Linked DNA regions of Canis lupus: region 1 is linked to region 2. The links are chromatin contacts, called in public Hi-C maps. All regions are on one chromosome and are shown on one strand. Each heading gives the region's core, a stretch centred on a gene start, on an enhancer-like site or on the middle of the called end of the contact. The rest is flanking DNA. Distances are from core to core; before and after follow the strand shown.

What was found. Hi-C and Micro-C count contacts between places; a contact is called where the count stands out from the background.
Region 1: a Hi-C map of blood shows a contact between it and region 2, with 4 times the contacts expected there. The contact joins the promoter of ZNF706 here to the promoter of YWHAZ in region 2. A contact is called at or near these places in 3 of 9 Hi-C or Micro-C datasets (amygdala and blood).

The regions. Positions count from the first base shown.
Region 1 is chr13:3,107,225-3,109,990 of UU_Cfam_GSD_1.0, reverse strand. ZNF706 (zinc finger protein 706) reads left to right here and starts at 1,298. Exons shown (of 4, transcript XM_038555218.1): 1 at 1,298-1,424. The region is part of intron 1 of LOC119864266 (a long non-coding RNA gene); the gene reads right to left.
Region 2 is chr13:2,893,167-2,895,866 of UU_Cfam_GSD_1.0, reverse strand. It overlaps YWHAZ (14-3-3 protein zeta/delta), which reads left to right and starts at 1,310. Exons shown (of 7, transcript XM_038555215.1): 1 at 1,310-1,438; 2 at 2,119-2,302. It overlaps LOC111098493 (a long non-coding RNA gene), which reads right to left and starts at 1,273. Exons shown (of 3, transcript XR_005368440.1): 1 at 1-1,273.

The DNA of each region.
Region 1 (2,766 bases), core at 49-2,548, 210 kb before region 2:
GCCAAACATCCTACAATCCCTAGGACAGGCCCCCCAGAGCAACAAATTATCTAGCCCAAAGTGTCAGTGGTGCCAAGGTTGAGAAACTCTACCAATGGAGATAAATTTCTATGTATACGAACTTTCTGGGGGCAAAGTCCTTAGCTTTTACCATACCTAAAAGGTGGTATAATGCAGAATTTTAAGAAACACTAGCTTAAATGGATATTTCGTCTAGGCATCGGTAACAAGTGGCATAGTAATATCGCCTCACAGCAAAAATCCCCTCTCCAGGTAAGACTTATTTCAGCCTGCCAAATTTCTCTGTCCCTTTCCACTGCCCACTCTGATTCATGGCTAGACAAACGCAGCTCTTTGGATTTCCTGTCTTTAGGTTCTCTGAGTACCTCATCCCCCTCCTGTTAGCCAGGTTAACACAGTCATTATGGTTGTGGTGACTACTGACTAAGCTAGAGCTTCATGCTATGTCCAAAGTTTTGCTTTCTTTAGATACCTCCAGTTCATTTGGCCAACATCCATTTAATCAGTGCCTACCATGTTTAGCACACTGCTAGGCACTGAGCATATGGTGATGAAAATGAGCTTGCAGCTCAATATTGGAGAGGTATCGGTAAGATTTAAGAACGTCAATTTAAAACCAGGAGAGGGGCAGGCCCGGTGGCGCAGCGGTTTGGTGCCGCCTGCAGCCTGGGATGTGATCCTGGAGACCCCGGATCGAGTCCCACGTCGGGCTCCCTGCGTGGAGCCTGCTTCTCCCTGCCTGTGTCTCTGCCCCCTCTCTCCCTGTGTCTATGAATAAATAAATAAAATATCAAAAAAGAGTGTTTAAAAAAATAAAAATGATAAAACGGGGAGAGATATGAAAGTAAAGATGAGAGAGGCTGAAATGAGGATAAGGAAGGACTTATCAACCAGATCATTGTATGCTACCCAAATGCGACGAGCTGCTAGCTCCTTCCCGCTTATTTTGAACCATTCTGTCACGACTGTATCCCACTCCCCCGAGTTTATATTAAACTCGCTTCTCCTGGGTACTGACAGGCGAGTGGAGCGTGGACGCTATGGGCAAGGTGAGGACGCCAAACACAAAGGCTTCCCTTTTCCTCGTTACTAATAAATCTAATTAGAAACCAACGCGCGCGGTGGGGGGCGGGGCGGGGGAGAGGCGGCGTAAAGCCAAAGTCTAAAATGCCATTTCCAGATGATCAGCAGATCACAACCGCAATAGTTCTTAATCAGGTACTGGAGGTTGAGGTCGTGGCCTGTAAATCAAGACGCAAACAACAACCAAATTCAACTTAGCCATTTCCCCCAGTACTAGCAACTCTGCGCATTGGTAGTAGATGGCGGAGCCGGCCGGGGACCCAGCCAGCGGCGCCGAGGCAGTGCGGCTGGAATCCTCAACTCCCTAACCCCCCAGACTGGTAAAAATAACCGTGGTTTCCGTGGGAACCAGGCTGCGGGCCGGTGCGCGAAAGAACAAAGGCTGCGCGGCCGCGGCGGGGGCGGCGGGGGCGGCGGGGGCGGCGGGCGCGGCGGGGGCGGCGGGGGCGGCGGGCGCGGCGGGGGCGGCGGGCGCCCCGGGCCCCACGGTCTCCGGCGCCCGCGCAGCTCTCGGGGCCGGTCCCCGGGCCGCGGCACTGCAGGCGCCGGCGGGGCGGGAGGCGGGTGAGAAGGGACGCGGGGCCCGAGGCCCGGCCGCCGCCCCACCGAGGGAGCTGGCGAGCGACTTGCGAAACACGCCGCGGGCCGTCACCCAGCAGGACCGGCATCACGCGGCTCCCGCGCCGGCAGAAGCCGCCCAGAGAGCACGCGGCCGGGGCGGGGCGCCGGGGACACGGGGCGACGTCCCCCGCAGTTCCCGTCGCGCAGGGGCCGCCGGCGCCGCCAGGCCCCGCCCCCCGACGCTTATGTAACAGGGGCGCGCTGCCATTGGCCCGTGCGACCGGAAAGGGCGGCGGCGTGCGAGCAGGGGCGGGGCGGGGGAGGCGGCCGCAGCAGGAAGGCGAGTGGGCGGCGGGCGGGCGGGCGCTGGGGCGCCTGGGAGCGCTGCGCGGCGTGCGCGGGCACGAGCGTAGTGGCCTCCCCCGAGGCTGAGGCGGCGGCGGGCGCGCGCGGCGGCGGCGGCGGCGGCGGCGGGCGCGAGGCGCGGGCTGTTGTGCTCTCCTCTTCCCGTCCTCGGCGGGTGGAGGCGGCCGAAGCGGTGCTGGGCGCGCTCCCCCTCCTCTCCCTCCGGCCACCTCCCCGGCCGCCTCGCGCTGCGCGGTCTCCGACGCAAGCCTGTCCCGGCCCGGGTGAGCGGCTGCGGGGGCGGCGCTGACGCCGCAGGACGTCGGGGAGCCGGGTGGGGGCCTGGCGGCGGGGTCGCGGCGGGTCGCGAGGGGCCGCCGGCCTCCGGGCCTTCCAGGCGGCGGCGGGGCCGGGCCGGGCCGGCCCTGTGCGGGCGCGGGGGCGGGCGCGGGCGCGGGCGCGGGCGCGGGCGCGGCGGCGGGGAGCTCGGCGCCTGCCGGGCCCTGCAGGTGGCGGGGTGCAGGCCGCCCGCGGCAGCCGAGCGCGGCGGTAACCTTACCCCGTGGCGGCCGCCGCCGCTGGGCTTCTGGAGCCGGGGCCGGAGGGGCCGGGTTTCGGCAGCCGAAGCCCGGGAGGCGCGCCTCGGGCCGGGGTCTGTGGGAAGCGGCGGGTAGGTGGGGGCTGTGTGGCGGCTGAGGAGGGGTGAGGACGGGGCTCCCCGCCCGGGGCCGGGGTCGACCTTCTCCTGCGCTTTCC
Region 2 (2,700 bases), core at 61-2,560:
TGAAATATTATTTTAAGTGAGTCACTCTCTGAAAAAATTTACTTGGGAGTCAAAGTACCATGACTCTAATGTCTCAGAAAAAATAACCCTGATCAATTTGTTCATCCATTAAGTCTAGTATGAATCTGCTCTGATGCAGAAAATTGGGAGAAAATAAAACACCCTGAACTGAACTGGCCACTGGAAAACTCTCTTCTGGGTTTATACTTTACTATCTAAATGCCAGCTGGAACCTCAGGCAAAACTAATTTGTAAAATGGTCTGTGGCAGAAACAGTGTGTCCAACAACATACAGAACAGACAAGGAGCTGGAAGAGTGAGGAAAGATTTTATGTGTCTGCTGGTGATAAATTCAATCCTCTGCACAACTTGAGGCTGAACTGTTTTGTGAGTCTTCTTTGTCAGTTGTGCCTTACGGCAGGCCCCCTACTAGATGCTCAATAAAGATATGTTGGGGGGGGGGGGGGGGAAGAGACCAACCAAGAAACCCACTTTTGACTACCGAGAACAACAAACTGATAGTTACGATGGGGGAGGTAGATGGGAGACGGCGGAAATAAAAGGATGGGCATTAAAGAGTACACTTATTAGGATGAAAGGATTTTTTAAAAGGGTATGTTGGAAAAATCAGTAAGACCAAATGGAGTTTGCCAAGGATAGTAGGCAGAGTTCTGAGCTCTCATTGCTAACTATACACTCTAGGTGAGATTTGCAACTGGTTTTGCAGGTCATCCAAGCACATCTTAGCTCCAACATTTAAAGGGAGGAGAGGCAGAGGCATTTTACACTGTGCATGTCTCCCTTTGAACTTCCTTAAGTTGACTGGGTGGAGGCTCTGCCGGTTTGGGTTGGCCCGTTGGTATGGCACCTGCAATATCCGCTCTCCTCTTTCCCCCTCTTCTCGGCTCCAGGTCCCTGCTCCTGGCCCTGCCTGCAGCCCTCTTCCACTGCCCGCCGAGTTACCCGGGGCGCTGGGAACTACCACGTCCCTCACACCCTGCTTCAGGAGAAACCCGGCAATAATCTGTGTTTAAATCACTGCAACACGATGTCTTCAAGCGGACGCTTTATTTGGATAGAGACCATCGAGTCTCCAAGAAACGAGTCGGTACCGTCCGACCTCTGCTCGCTGCCTCTCTTCGCGCTGAGGCCTCCACGATCACCCGAACCCTCCACCCGAGAAGGGAGCCGCTTCCCCGCAGGAGCTGCAGGCTTTCTCCAAGCGGCGGCCTCTCCTCCCAGGCCTCACCTCCCGCCAGCCCCGCCCCACCCGCCCCACCTCGCGCCGCCATTGTCCCCCCGCAGCTGTCACTGCGCACGGATCCCGAGTCTCGGATTGGAAACCTTTCCCGTCACTCAACCCATCCTGCGGGGCCGGACTCCTCACTTTCTGTCCCGAGCCTTAAAAGGTCTAAGGCCGCTCTCGGCGCGCCAGCAGGTAAAGCCGCGGCGGCGAGGCAGGGAGGGGCCGCGCGCTCAGGTCGGCCCCGCCTGGCGACGGGGCGCGGCGGGCTGCGGGGCGCGGGGGAAGCGCGCCACACCGCCCCTCCCGGCCGCCGGACCGCGCCCTCCCCCGCCACCCCCACATCCGGATCACAATGCCGGAGCTGCGGAGCCACCCGCGTAACCCAGCCCCGGGCCGGCCCGGGAGGCAGTTACCCCCGCGAAGCACGGAGGGCGGGGCGGGCCTGGGCGCGGGGAGGGGTGGGGGGTGTGAAAGGTCCCGGATGTTGCCGAACCCGAGCCCCTTCGAGAGGGAGTGACTGGCGCAGGCGCAGAAGGGCCGCACGAAAGCTAAGGTGGGGGTGGGGAGGAATCTCCTTGCTGGTGTAGAGGAAGAGCGAGCCCGTGGAGGTTGGGGGGATTCGAGAAGGGGAGGTAGGAAGGTAGTGGTGGAGAGGAGGGAAAAGAAAGGAAGGAGCTTCCCGGCCGGGCTCCCTCGCCCAAGAGCAGAGAAGCTGGAAGCTGAGCGCGGCGGGGAGGAGCGTTGGTAGCAGGAGAGGCGGCGCGCTCCCCCGCTCGCCCTCTAGCGCGGGCGGGCAGGACGCGCGCGCCAGGGAGCGGCGGTTGCACTGGGCCCCCGGAGCTGTGGGCACCAATCAACGGTTGCCATAGCAGCGTTTGACGTCATCGTGCGTGTGGTGCCCCTGCTGTCGGGGCTGGTGATTGGAGGAAACCCCGTGTCTGCGGAGCCGCTGTAGCCTGTGAGCAGCCAGATCCGCGGACAGAGTCTCAGCCTCGCCGCTGCCGCCCAGAGACTGCTGAGCGCCCGTCCGTCCGCCGCCACCCACTCCGGACACAGGTACGAGACCGGGCCGCCGCCGCCCCGTCCCGCTTCTTCCCTTCCCGGACCTGCCTCCTGAAAGCGTGGGGGCCGTCCCCGCCGCGCAGCCCCTCAGCCCCGCTCGCCCGGCGGTAGCGGCGCTGGGCTGAGGCGGAGTCTCCTCAGGCGGAGACGGGCGGCGGCTTCTTTTCCGCTGGGTTCGGGCAGGCGGCTCGGGCTCCTCGGGCTGCCTCGGGCTACTTGCTTCCGGATCGACGCCTTGGCCCGGGTAGCGCCGGCTCCCGGTCCTCGTCCCCGGGGGTGGAAGGGGCACCCACACGCGAGATCCCCAGGGACCCGCCCGGCCGCCGGCTCCCGGCGGTGACCGAGGCTCCGCGGGGCGCGACCCGTTCCCCGGCGCCCCCGGAGCCCCCTTC